2 separate regions of the Anas platyrhynchos genome follow, and region 2 is linked to region 1. The links are chromatin contacts, called in public Hi-C maps. All regions are on one chromosome and are shown on one strand. Each heading gives the region's core, a stretch centred on a gene start, on an enhancer-like site or on the middle of the called end of the contact. The rest is flanking DNA. Distances are from core to core; before and after follow the strand shown.

Evidence for each region. A called contact is a pair of places that touch in the nucleus more often than the background predicts.
Region 2: a contact with region 1 is called in a Hi-C map of liver, with 4 times the contacts expected there. The contact joins the enhancer-like site here to the promoter of AS3MT in region 1. A contact is called at or near these places in 3 of 8 Hi-C or Micro-C datasets (F1 follicle, liver and skeletal muscle).

What each region holds. Positions count from the first base shown.
Region 1 is chr6:28,016,681-28,023,294 of IASCAAS_PekinDuck_T2T, reverse strand. AS3MT (arsenite methyltransferase) reads right to left here and starts at 3,544. Exons shown (of 11, transcript XM_027459855.3): 1 at 3,472-3,544; 2 at 3,050-3,135; 3 at 2,438-2,565; 4 at 2,193-2,343; 5 at 1,971-2,107; 6 at 1,677-1,746; 7 at 1,515-1,596; 8 at 1,297-1,428; 9 at 1,053-1,195; 10 at 555-689. The coding sequence starts at 3,472. It overlaps BORCS7 (BLOC-1 related complex subunit 7), which reads right to left. Exons shown (of 6, transcript XM_027459857.3): 2 at 6,285-6,444; 3 at 5,903-5,965; 4 at 5,706-5,749; 5 at 5,523-5,543; 6 at 4,616-5,138. The coding sequence ends at 5,087.
Region 2 is chr6:28,090,191-28,097,744 of IASCAAS_PekinDuck_T2T, reverse strand. The region is part of intron 1 of CNNM2 (cyclin and CBS domain divalent metal cation transport mediator 2); the gene reads right to left. Among named protein-coding and RNA genes, the nearest start is that of CNNM2, 68 kb to the right of the region's middle. Within about 2 kb of position 1,499, at least 1 of the 8 cell types and tissues checked has an H3K27ac peak or open chromatin away from gene starts, as enhancers often do.

The sequences.
Region 1 (6,614 bases), core at 2,295-4,794:
GGATCAGGCCGCAGGGAAACACGAGGCCCCCCATGGAAGCAGCGTTTCCCCACCACTCGCTCCCTGCCGCCATGGCGGATCAGCCTGGTGGCTTTCCCCTGCCCTAAGGAGGGTGCTGAGAGCTTCTGGGGGGGGTTTCACTCTGCTTTTTTATCTAAGAAATGCCTTCTGCTTGGACAGGGACCCAAAAGCCCCAGCGCAAGGCTGTGCTCCAGGGACGCGCAGCTGCAGGGCTTTATCTCCCCGGCCTACTGATGACCCCTGCTGGCCCGTGTGGAAGGATGGCCGTGAGGATGAGGAGGGAGGCTGCCAGCAGAGAGATAAAAGTGTTTCGGGCTGTGGGGTCAGGGCCCAGAGCTCACAGCAGCAGCGAGGAGCAGCTGGGGTGGTCGCTGCGCCCCAAAGCAGGGAGGAGCTGTCCCCATACAGACCCCAGGGCTGCCCAGCCACCAGCCCCAGCACCCCAACTGGGCACGTACAGGGGCAAAGGGACCTCTAGCAAGGGACAGCAGCGTCCCCAGCCCCAAATCCAGCACAGGGCTGCTGCTACCAACCTTCACCCTCCTGCCACAGCAGCCCTGGGGTGCGGCAGCATCGGCCCCGGCGGCTCGGATGAGGAATTCCTCCGCAAACCTGGAGCTGCGCAGCACCGCGGCCGTCTCGGCATCCACATCCACCGCCTCTCCTTCCTGGGGACACGGTGACAGGCACGGGGCTGGGACACACGGACCAGGGTCCCCCAGCCGCCCGGTCGGATATGTGGGGACTGAAAGCAGGGCTCAGCCCGGCCCAAAGCCTGGAGGAACACCCACAGGGAGCAAGCAGCGGGCTCCAAACCACCTGGTGAAGCCGCCAGGGATGTTCTGCTCCCATCTCCACAATGCACAGCTCTGGTTCCCTCTCCCTGCCCTATTTGCAGCTCTTCTGGCTTATATTGCTCCCATCCACCACCTCATCCCCTAAACCACACTGCATCAGTGCTGCCCCATCCCCAGCCCTTCAGGCCGGGTCTGCTCGCCATCCCCAGAAGCCCAAAACGCACCTCCCCGTACCTTGAAGGTGAAGTTGGCATCAAACACCAGCTCTCGCTCGTGCCCCACGATCCCACCATTGTAGATGACCTGGCCCGGCCCGGCACGGCTGCTCCCCGGCACCTTGAAGAGCCGAAATGTGGCGGAGACGAAGCGGCAGTCCCCTAAAAAAAAAGAGAGCCCAGCGGGCCAGGTGCTGAGCACAGGGTCCCAGCACCTCTCCCCGGGGCCAAACGGAGCCACTGCTCCCCGTCAGGACCCTCACCGACAACACCCTCCAGCTCCTTGTCCCCGATGGTGATGGGGCTGGCGGTGACCAGGCGCGGGGGGCTGAAGCCCACCTCCTCGGCGATGCTGTAGAGGTCTCCCCAAAACAGGGCTCCCGCCAGGCACTCCCCTGGCACGACAGCACACACACGGGTGACACAAGGCAACAAGGTGCTCCCCGTCCCGTGTCACCCTATATCCAGGAGCCCTACACACCCCACAGCACCCTGTGCTTCCTCACGGCCTCGCTCAGGCGCTGGCTGGCGTAGACGTCGCTGAAGTACATCTCTCCGCCGGGCTGGAAGGCAGTGGGGCAAAATGGGCTGGGAAATGGAGCAACGGCCCCCAAAGTGGCCCCAACCCCGCTCCGCTCCCCACCTTCAGCACGCGATAGGCCTCCCGCAGCACGGCCCTCTTGTCAGGGGCGAGGTTGATCACGCAGTTGGAGCTGGAGAGGAGAAGACCAAGGCTCGTTTGCACCATCACCTCCTACACTCAGCACCGTCTGCTGCTGCACAGCCTGAACTTAGTGCAGGGTTCAACCACAAAAAGGGCAGTCCCCACATTCCCAGGTCCCAGCCCAAATCCTCCTTGGGTTTTTCCCTTTCCTCACACGTGGCTGAAGCAAGAAACCTGGTGGGATGTGGGTGCAGCCCCCTGCAGGGTACCTACATGACAATATCGTAGCTCTCATCAGCCAGCCCGGCATCACCCAGCTTCTCCATGTAGCCCTGGAGGAAGTCCACGTTGGGCTTTCGGTAGCCAAACTTCTCCATGTGATACGCGATGTGCTTCCTCGCCACCTCCACCTGGGAGGAGGAAGGGAACGAACATGGGGGGGGGGGGACACGGAGAGGGGACAAAGCAAGCCCAGGGGTTGTCCCCACACCCTACCTGGCCCTGGGTCATGTCAATGCCGGTGACGTGGCCCCGCTCCCCGACCAGCTGGCTCAGCAGGTAGCAGTCCCTGCCGCTGCCGCTGCCCAGGTCCAGGACCCGGCACGCTGCCAGGCACTCGGGGACAACCAAACCACAGCCGTAGTACCTGGGGGGGGGGGGGGTTACCACCCTGGCTCCTGCCCCCCGGGGGCTGCAGCCCACGGGGAGGTGGCAGCAGGAGGAACTCGCCCGGAGCTCACCTGGCCACCACCTCCTCGTGGACGCGCTCCAGAGCATCTCTGATGGCCTTGGGGACCGGCCTGGCCGAGGTGACGCAAGCGTTGGTTTTCAGGTCCTCCGACTTCTGCAGCTCTTTGCCGTAGTAATCCTGAGGTGCGAAGGACACGGGGCACCCCACTGCAGCGAGCTGGGCCACGGTGACTCCGTGGGGTCACAAAACACGGGATCACGCCCATGCTCAGCTTATATGTGCCCCCCAGAGCCCTCTGGCACCGCACCCAGCTAAAAATCAGGTTAAATACCCACCCTGCTTGGCTTCACCTGCTTGTATACACACACATCTTTGCACAGGAGGGGATTTAATTGCTGTTTGTAATAATTTTTCAGGCCACGGATGCTGTTTCCCTGACTGACGGGGGTGCATGCAGAGAAACACAAGCTCGCCCTGCTCCCTCCTCATCCCCACATGGAAACGAGCAAAGCGCCTGCTCCGAAACCCCGCTGGCAGCAGCCAAATGCCCTTAGCACCCTCACTCCGGTCCCCAAATGAGCTTTGTCCCCTGACTGGCAGGTGTCCTGGCACTGCCTGGGCTCGGCGCTCCCTCCCCGGCCGCCCCGCTCGCCCCCCTCACCTGCACCTCGCGGTGGATCTGGTCCTGGGGGATCTGTTCGCGGGGGATCTGTTTGTGGGGGATCTGCTCCCCGCACGGCGCGGCCACTGCAGCAACGGGGGCACAGGGTTGGTGCCGACGCCACCACCACGGGCACCACGCCAAACCCTTCCCCAAGGCCCTCACCCCCCTCCCCAAAATACAGGAACGCTTTTAGTCCCTCTAGCAACCCCCGAGGAGACCCCAACCCAAATCCTAATGGGAAAAGCACCCCGTGCCAACATCCCCCCCACCAAAACACCCTGACCCTGCCTGCCCTGGAGGGACTACCCCCAAGGACGTCCCTATAGGGTGAATCCCAACCCCCTGCGGGGTCCCATGGGGTCCCCCCACAGGGCCCTGGCACCCTAGAGCCGGAGCCCCGGGGTGCCTGGGTGCCTTACTGCCTCCGGCTGCGGCTCGGCCACGCTCCGCCCCGGCGCCCTGCGCCGCCCCAGGCCTGGCTTCCGCCCGACACCAGCTCCTGCCAGGCCTGAGATTTGGGTAAAAAACCTGGGTACGCAGCCACGCTCGCTACCGGCACCCACGGTGTCACCTCACACCCACAGCCTCAGCCTTTGGGTACCCCCACCCTGCTGTGTCCCATCCCCCGCCCCACTTTCTGCTCGCCCCAAATGCAGGGAAACCCCAGTGGGATGCCCCAGCCCCTGCAGAGGACCGGAGCTCGCAGGGGAAAAAGCTGCCTGCTTCTCCAAAAGCTGGGGGAAAACCTTCTCTCCCCAAACACAGCTGTGAGGCCACGGATTAGGAACCCCCCCCAGGGCACAAACGGACCCCAGTGCCCCATCCTTTAGGCATCACAGCCCCTGCTATCAAGGTAAGCAGGCACAGGAGGTGAAAAGATTAGACTTAGAAGCTGAAACCCAAGCCTTAATAACAAAGCAAATCATTTCAGCTCTTTATGCATACAAGCAAGTGCTTCCAGCGTGCTCCAAGTGCTCTGGGTACATGACTGATGAAAAACAAGACACAATATTTACAGCCCGGACCCCACCTCACTGCCCAGGAAGCAAACGGGAGCCCAGTCACCAAGTCATCGCCACAGAGCCGTGCAGAGCTGACTACACCGGCTCCTGATTTTCTTTTGCATCTCCCTGCCTGCTTCCCAGCTGTGTCTCTGGACACCTTCCCAACCAGATACAGCCACCCAGCACTTCCAAGGCTGCTTAATCAAAAGCTGGAGCAGCAACCCAGCGCAGGAATGTGGTTGAAGGCCGAAGGCAGTACAGATGGGTTGGCAAAGGGATGGCGTTCCAAGCTCTGGCTTAGTGGAAAATAAGATAACCTCAGAGCGGGATGCTCGCCAAGGCATGTCCAGCTGGAGCAGGGACAGAGGTGTCTGTGCAGAATCACGCTTCCCAAAATTCTGGTCTTGGACGGGCACCTCAGCCCACTCTGAAGCACCTCACCCACCCAGCCACTCACAGCTCCCACTGATTAACATGCCCTAAATAAATTGCAGCGACCATCTGTGCCTAAATAAGGACCCGTGTCAAACTTCAGGCACCTGTATTTAAAACCCACATCTCTAGTTTGTACATTTATTGGGAGGGGAGGAGCTGTTTTGTATGAAAACTGGCTGTGTGATTGCTGGTTGTTGGCAGGCACCAGCAGCATTATTCCATCACCCTTCAGGAGACGGATGCTGAGCAGAGCTTAGATGGGAAATAAAATTGTCCCGCTCCGGCTGTGAGAAACATTGGACAGCCGAACATCTCACGTGAAACACGGGAAGTAAGCGAACACAGGGATCGTTGGGGGAAGGGAACTTTCTGCTAAGATGGTTTCAGTCACACGTGGGGAAGCAGGAGAGCGTTCTGGAGACAGAGACGTGGATGGGATCGTGTGAGAGGGGCCCACACGCTCAGAAATGTGTGCTCTGCACGTATCCTAGCGGGCATCCAGCACCGTCCAGACACAGTCCTGAGCCCCGGAGGGGACAGGATGCCTGGCTGCCCTCCGTGCCAGTCGAGAAGTCCTCGTGCCTTCAGCTTCGCTTCATTTCAGCAAGTGACTCAGCTGGTCCCGCAGGTTCGATGACTGCTCGACACTGGGGACAAAACAAGAAGAGGCTGACAGTGAGATCTGATCCCCAGGGAGCACCCAAGGGACGGGAAGAGAAATCCCGGGGTTCCCCACCCCACCTCCCCGTGCCCGCAAGGCAAACCGCACTTCGTGTACTCGTGCACGTTAAGGAAAGATCCATAAGTTTTCAGTAAAATCATCCCTTCACCCAAGATCTCATCTCTTTGCAGTACTGACCTTCACAGAATTGAAATGATATCTTGCTGGGCCAGCATGTTTCAAAAGCAGCTGCAAAAACCTTCCAGCTGCTTCTCTCCCCCCCACACACCCCATTACTCTTTCCTTTCCCCATCAATCTCTACGTGCTGTTTCCCACGTCCTCTTGGCATTCCCTCCGCTAGGTACTCACTTCTTCTGGATTGCTTCCTGCCTAGATGAGAAAAGGAGAGGAAAGAGCATTAGAAAAGCACAAATTTCAGCAACACCACTCGATGGTGATGAAAAGGGACTCAAACAAGGGCTCAGGAGCCCAAAACCCTCACGTGTGTCTGGATTAAGCACCCCGCAGAGCAGGCGGTGCCCCCCTACTTACTGGTACTGCAGGTGCGTGGTTATTATGGCCATTTTCCTCAGGCTCTGTGGAAAACAAGACCAAGAATGAACGTTTGGCTCGGCAGCAGCTCCGCTCCCCCCGCCACGCGCAGATCTCTCATTTTGGGGCTCCGGGAGCGCGCCCGGCCCCCGGCCCCAAAACCCTTTTCCCCTATTTCCCAGCAGTTTTGTGCTTACGTCCTCCGAGTGCAGGATGGCGTCCTCCTGCAGCACCATGTTCCTCGCAGCCTGCCCCAGGAGCTACAAGACAAGGACAGCGCTGCCAGACCCAGACCCAAACCCCAAACCCCAACCCCAAATCCAACCCCAAACCCCCCCCAAAGGGCCAGGAGCTGCCCTCGGGACTACAACTCCCAGCATGCCCCGCGCCCCGCACACACCACTCAGCGCGCCCCCCCTGCTGCCTACAACTCCCAGCATGCCCCGCGCCCCGCACCGCCGCACCACCTGCAGCCCCTCCGCCTTTCCCCGGGCGCCCCGAGGCCGCGTTGCATGCTGGGACTTGTAGTCCGCCGGCCCGCCCGCCGCTCACCTCGGCGCTGCGGGAGCCCTTCAGCACCTGCTTGGTGAGGGCGATGACGTCAGTGCCGCAGCTCGTCACCTTCTCGGTCAGCAGCCCCTTCACCGAGTGCCCGAACCGCGCCTGCGCCTCCGCCGCGCCGCCCGCCGCCATCTTGCCCGCTGCACGCCCCGCCTGCGCCGCGCCGCTACGGGCAGCGCTGAGGGACAAAAGAGGCGGGAAGGCGAAGGGCGGGGGGGTGCCCAGTGCTGACCAGTGCTGCCCAGTACTGACCAGTACGAACCAGTTCTAACCAGTCCTACACCATATTGCACAGTGCTGCCCAGTATTGCCCAGTGCTGCCCAGTACCAACCAGTTCAAACCAGTCC
Region 2 (7,554 bases), core at 250-2,749, 76 kb before region 1:
AAGCACACAAGAACAAAAAGGCAGCTCCTGCCCACCCTGCCTCTCTCTGCATTGGTGAGAGCACAGTTTCTGCCCTCAGTATGGTGCCTTAACTTCCTCGCTGAATTTCAAAGCAGCATCACCATCACCCTCTGCCCTCACACCTCTTGCTTTAACGCCACGCTACGAAACACCCTTTCAAAAATCAAACCTGAGAACAGCTCCTCGTCCCCTTGGAAGCAGACAGGTTTTCCAACCACGAGGGCTACTGAAACTCGATGAGCAGAGGGGGGATGAGAGAAGATGGTGGTGTTTCTGGAACTAGGTTGAAAATGGCAGAGGAAAGCACAAACAGTGGGAAAATAACTCAAGAAAGAAATTTCACTGATCTGACAGGAGAAAAAGGCATTTTAGAGCAGTCTACTGTTCTCAGAGGACATAGGCAATATCTTGAAACGTTTAAGGGCTGGTGACTGAATGAAAATGCTCAGACCTAAGGGAGAAAGAAAAGCAGAAAAACACAAGTACAAGTGAAATGATCAGAAGTGCTGACAGCAGTGTACGAGTTATACCAGAGGAGGAGCACAGCAAGTACCAAGGAGGAAGGCAAGAGCACGCTAAGACAAGAAGGTACAGCTGCTGAGAGGGGCGACTTCTGCTACCCCTCCGCTTGCCTCAAGAAGCAGACGAATTACTCCAGAAACAAGAGGGGGTTGTGTACAGAAATGTCATACAAGTGAGTTGCCCAGTGGGTTACACCAAGCAGTTCGTGAGAAAGTCTCCCGAACCCTGTGAACAATGAAAGCAGCCCTTTTTCCATCCATCTCTCCCAGAGTATTTAAAGATTTGAATTTTCCCATATCATTTTTGGTTCGTCTCTTCTCTATAAATAGAGAAGCAGCAGTGCATCCATCTCTTCTTCATCTTTTTTGGTGGTCTAGCGTTGCACACAGGCTGGAATGTTTTTCTAGTAAACGATAAGCGATGGGAAACAAGTTGAAGACAAAGGATGAGAGACCTTGAGCTCGGACAAATAGGAGAGACGGGAGCCTTCTTGTCTTTCCCAAGAGGCAGGTATCTTTTCTCTGGACCAAAGGGTTTTGTTTTGGAAACAAACGCATCTATTTCTGTCATTTCCTTTAGACATGCAGTCTTCATGGGGCTGATAGCAAGACTGACTACAGTGTCTGAGAATGACAGTTTGGCCCCCAAAAGAAAGCATTTCTAACCTAAATATGAAACCCGAAGGAAACACACCCCTGCTGCTAAGCGCACGTCTCAGTGGACTAACGCTGTGATCTATGCTCTGCTCCCAGAGCCTTTACTTTAGGCCAAAGTCTAATAATCGAGTTAGCGCTTTGCGAGGAGAGCTAAAGCCCCTGGGGTTTGTGCCGAGCGGACGGCTGGTGGAGAGGCTGAACTGGACATCAGCAGGTGGCCTGGCTGCCATGGGAAAAAACAAGAGTGCTTTGGGCAGTCGGGGAGCTGAGCGAGGAGCTGCAGGAACGCCTGCGCTCTCCCCCGACCCATGGGAGGTCAGCCACATCACTCGAGAAAAATAAAAACATGAGCAGAAGAGAAAGGGTGAGGTATGGCAGAGGGAGAAAATGCCAAGACCAGGCAGCATGGGCTTAGAAACCGCTTCACAAGTCGATGAGGGTTGAATGCAGCTCAGGTACCTCAAGCTGTGGCCCTGATGTACCACTGCAGCCATGAACAGGACTAGCAACGGGACTGCACCAACACGGCGACATCTCCGTTAATTGGGGATGAAGTTGGGGTGAGTGGCAGGGAGGGGAAACTAATGAGTTCCAGAAGATCACGGTCCTCCATCTCTGCTTAAAAATAGGAACTGCGGTCAGGGGTTTTAGACAGAGAGAGTCAAACCTCAGCATTTGGATCCAGATTTTGAAACCACGAAAGGTCAGAGTTAATTGAGTGTTGGTCATTCAGAGGTCCTGGGACAACTTAAAAATCAACAGAGTGCTGTAAAGTCTTATTCAAGTCAGGCTCCTCTCTCGCATCCAAAAGAAGCAACGATATCCTTGAAAACAACAGCCCAGACCAGCTTTGTTCATGGCTTACCTACTCGATACTTCCCGTAGGGGACGGGAACAAAATGCCAACTAGCAGCAGGGTCATGCAGAGCCTGGGTGCAAGGGCCTCAAGAGAAACAGCTTTCAAAATAGGCCGCAGTGGGCAGGTTCTTGCAGAGCTGGCAGGGCCGCTGACTCTGGGATAGCCTAATCCACTAACAGGTAAATCCCCTCCACGAAACATTCCTTCCTGTCTGAAAAGACTTATTTGGCAACCAAAGCCCCCTGCTTTAGAGCGAGAGCTGGAGAGGAATGTGACCTGTGGCTCCCGATGGGAGAACGCCCCAGCACATGGAGTACCGAGACCGAAAGCCGCCCAAGCCTGAGCACGTGGACCTTTCCATTCAACTGTCCCGACTCCACGTATGAGATCATGGCTTGGCAGGCGGGACGTCAGGCGCTGAAATTTGGGGCCTGAAGAGCTGTTTAGATGCATAAGGGACTATCTCTCCAGACAGCTGGATCCCCAGAGAGGAAGAACTCTGTCTGGTGGTTTTGGCAAACGTCGTGCCAAGCGTAACGGTTCAGCCTGCTAACTCTGGTGAGGACAAAGCAGAAGGGAACTCAATGGCCTAAAACAAAAGGCAAGTGAGGGAATTCTGCTTTGGACCCTACTTCAGCATGCCCCTAGACACTGCTCATGCATGGAGCAAACGCCCATGCTGGGTCTTCAGGGAAAGAGAGGGCATCACAGCTGTGTTACTAGGAGCTGGCTTACCCTGAGATCTGGAGCCTCCTAGCTCATCAATCCCTTCTGTTCAGATTTTGCTCTACAAGCTGCGAGTCCTAGCTACCACCACTAGGATGGCAAATCAAACAGCTCGAATTGCACTAACTGAAATTGCTGAGCAAGAGGAACAGATCCTCTCTCTTCTTTCATGTCAGAGCAGCCAAAGTCTGGCACATATACTAAAAAAAAACGTAAACTAGAAAATGCTAGAAAATCCCACAAGGGCAAGTCTTTTTTTGCCACAGTTTACCCCAGATAATGCACAGAGAAGCCTCATTTTACGTTTTTAACATTTTTTTCATTTCTCCTAATTGGGGAAGGTTTTGGATGCAGGTATAAGACACAGTGCACTTTAGCCACGCTGCTGTTCTTGTACAGAGATGCCTTACTCCCTGCCCAGATAAAGATTCACAGTGGTAAAGCGACTGTAGACTGGTGTGGCATGAGCTCTGCGTGGTCATTCATTCATCAGCCCCACTCATACCAGAATGGCATCGACTCAAAAGGCAGCTGTGTACACATCCATCTCGCCAGAAGTGTTGGCCAGTCACGGTGGTTTTATTTACGTGGAGTGATGGAACAGCCTCTTACCAATGCAAATGCACAGCAAAAGTAGTCACTGGACCTGCTGCAGCTTCTCAAGTGTGCAGAGATAAGCTTCGTTATCAGTCAGTGTAAGAGCCAACTGTTTTCCTGCAAGAATCGTCAGTCACACAATTCCACATCTCATTTCTTAGTAGGTGGCAACGTGTTTCTCCCCACCCCAACAAACGACATTTCTCAAGTGCTGAAAAAGCCAAAGCATAGGAAGTTTTAGGTTCTGCATCATCTAGGAAAAAAGATCACTGCTTTGACCCACCATTAAAATAGGTATGGAAATGTTGGGGGAGGGAGGAGACATGACAAAAAAGGAATTTGATTTATGATTTATAAATCATAAAAATACGAGAAGGACCCATGGGTAGGAATACACACAAATACTTACAAACCAGCCATATTTCAAATTGATGACTTCTCTTTACACATACCAGAATTAGATGCTATTTTTGCATCACTGTTCCTCCAAAGAAGGACATGTGGTAAGCATGCAGTTAACCATTACCAATAATTTCCTGTATTATTTTAGTATCTGGGAGCACCAGACATGTAGCAGTACCCCAAGCTACCAGATGCTTGGGCACTACTCCAAAGAGTTTCTAATCTAACACTGGAGAGACATGATGCATTCAGATGCATAAAGAATTACCAAGGGACAACACTCAGCAAGGCAGGTGGGGGCTCAGCACAACTTCTGCAGTCTTGTGGCAAAGGCGAGATTTCAGAAAGAAGACGAAGGAAAGCAATGAAACACACTCATATATTGAAGGAATGATTAAAAGAGGGCAAAATTTCAAGAAGGTGAACATTTCTGAAACATAGATGATGATGAAAACCATCTCTGGGAAGCAATCCATTTTTCTTTCACCCACAAAGTCCTTTCCTCACACTCTGAAGGGTGAAGAAGACACAACTGGCTACTCTCAACTGCTTGAAACTGCTGTGGTCGCTTACTGAACGAAAATGTGGTGCTCACCCATCCCTGCAGAAGGCACAGTAAGCAGTAAAATGCAGTTTGTGGCCAGCAGAACGTGCAACTGCTCCTTCCACGGGAGGTTGGAATAACCAGACCCTGACAGGATAAATCACCAGTCCTTATGTCTGTACAAAAACAGAGGTGGCTGGAATTTGCTCTGCTCTTTGCAGGAAGATGTTCTCTCTGTCTTGTTCTCTCACAGGCAGAAGAAACAACTAGGGCACATTTAGGACTCTCTAGCTTATGGGTACCTACAGCTGTCAGAATTGGTGACTAGAGCAAGGCGATCAGAGGAAAGCCCAAGCTATTGAGACAGTTAGACCCCTTGGAGATTCAATTCAACCCACAGTCACTGGATTTGGTTTGGTTTTCCTGCTAAATTTTCAGGGGGAAGAAATCCACATTTTGGGCTGTAAGCACATTCAACGGCTAATGAGAAATCAGCTCACCGTGGTTCACTTGTTTCTAATAGGATTGCGCGTACCGCTCCTGTCTTTTTCTCCCCACTTTGGGGAGCTGGGGCCGCACAGGAATTTCCTCTTCTTATAATCCCCCACTGGAAATGATCAGTACTGCTTGTCACAAGCCTATCATGTGGGGAAAAACAAGGCACAGAGGAGGTACAACAACCACCACACACATACACGGCAAAAAAAAGCCACAACAGTACTCTCTGAAGAGGGGTGAAGGGAGATGGTGGTTAAGTGGGCTCTATTTGAAGGCTTGCAGGTTGTTTCTTTGCTTTTATTGTTGGCAATAGCCAAGCTAAATCCTATATCTGTTCACGGTAAAGAACACATATAAGTGACAAAAATAGCCACGCTGTACTAAAGGGAAAGAGGAAGAAAGAGAAATTTAACAAAGGAGAGAAACATCAAGCAAATAAAACCAGGAACTCGTTCAGCTAGCTGCTCCACCAAAAATAAGGCATTACCTGTTAAAGTGAGATGGTGAAAGGAAGCTTCTCGTCTGTGTGAGACAGCACAATAGACTATCACAAACACACATTCCCTTTAGGAGAATTAGAGAGTAACAGAGATTTTTAAGCAAGAGTACGTGTGCGTGTAAATTTGCTTTCCAAATCCAATTTCCCTTCCAATCCTCTCATAGCTTCTCATCAGCAATTTTCTATTTCTACTATGAAGGGCTCTAGCGTAATTATGCTCAGTTACTGAAAGCCTCTTTACTCTAATCCTCTTCTTAGCCTCAAAGTAACAGCATCAACTGATACCTGTGAGCTTAGCTTCCACCATGGGACACACACCAGAGCTCACAGCACAGAAAAAAACCCCTCATGACATACCCGCCTACTCCAGCTCCCTCTGTTCACCTTTCCAGTGCTAAGTCCCAGACCCTGTCGCGGAGCCAGACAAAATTGTCAAGGTCAAAATTTGTAATTTTGGTATTTTAAAGTTCCAAGGAGAAAATGGATGCAAAACCACTACTTATCACGAGAACATGTACTGCTCAGGGGGGTTGTTTGTTTGTTTGCTTGGTTTGTTTGTTTTTTAAACTACTTTAAAAATTCAGAGGAAATGACTTGTCACGAGACTGGTGGGAAGGGGGTGCTGAAGAGGGGGCACTGTGCTCTTTGTTCGTTTTGGCATGGACATTGAAACCAGGCCTTAATATGGATAATTATGGGGTAGAATGAACTCTTCCCCGATGAGTTTTCATCAAGCATCAAGCTAAAAGCAAACTTGAAGAGAAGTATAAACGATTCCGATCCAAGCAATGAAACAGAGGCCAGCAAAAGTTATAAGCTTCTTGGACCTCCTTTTGAGAGGTATTAGAGCTCCTGAATGAATGCAGTTTTCCCTTTAATTCAGAGCACTGCAGGTTTTTCAGCCCAGCTGTTTAACCCCTGCAACGCACGGTGACCTTTTCATTTTCCATTGCTCTTGCAGTTTTCCAGCAGTTTGAGCTCATTTGGGCTAATCACCTCAACATGGAGCTGCAAATGGAAAATGTTGCCGGTAAGTTGTTCCATTCACAGCCATTTAGCCTTGCACTGCTTGCGTCAGGGTGCGCTACCTGTTTTCCCCGTCTCCTTAGGTGGCGAGGCTCCGGACCTTGGGGCCGGTTTGCTCCCAGTGGTCACGCAGGTTCCCAAAAAGATGTGGGTGACCTTCCAGCAGAGGACTCCACCCTGTGCATGTGCACCTTCACCTTGCAGCCTGTCCCATGCCGATCCCCCGGTGAGACACGCTGTGCCACAAGGCAGGGGAACGCACTCCCTGACCCACCGCGATCCTACACGCCTCGAATCCCATCAGGGAGAAACGGCGGTCGCTCCAGAGCGGCGACTGACACCGAGTTTCCACTGTAAACCCAAGCTGACCCTTTCCTGACCCTGCCTGCTAAAAAGCACTAATTTATAAAACATCCCATCAACAAGGAAATTGGTAGGTCTGATTTGGTGAAGGAGAAGAAAACGCACTTTCCCATGCAGATCCCAAATCAACTTGAAAGCTGGCTTTTAAAAAAAAAACAGAATACATGCAATCAAGTATCTAATTGTGGGTTTGGCCCCAACTTTGAGAGATAGGTCATGAAAAAACAGTATCACTGATGTCCTAAACTAGCATTTCTAAGCCCTTTATTTTAACTAAGGCAAAAAAACAAAGCCACCACAGCAAGGCTCGCCTACCCGTGACTGCTCAATACCAAGATTTCAGTAATGCAAAGTTTTGAGTTAACAGTATTACAGGAGCCTATGCCAGAGAAGTAATTTCTGGGTAATCTCAAGTATCAAGAGAGCAACTGAAAATTTTAGGTTTTTTCCCCTGGAAGTTTAGTCTTCCTCTTTCCCCAGTGAAACCAAATCAAAGCATGAGTAGACTTCCATCGACAGAAAGAGCTCTCCGTTCCTACTCAAAGAGCTCCCACCTACTGTCTGGTCACCTTTACTGAGGGACAACAACATCTCATGACAACAAAACGTGCCAGCTCGGTACAGGTCTGGTGGGCAAAGGGCAGGAATCAAGTGTGCCTCTGTATCAAAGCTCCATGTGCCCTGGTCAGGAGTTTGGAGGGCTTCCCTGAAAAGTACTTCTTGTTAATAGTAAATCTGCGCGATACAGGTGATATGAGATGTGTGTTTTTAGAACCTAATATGCAAAGACAATAAACTACAAAAGTTAAAAAATATGTGACACCTTGTCTGGGAAGTACTG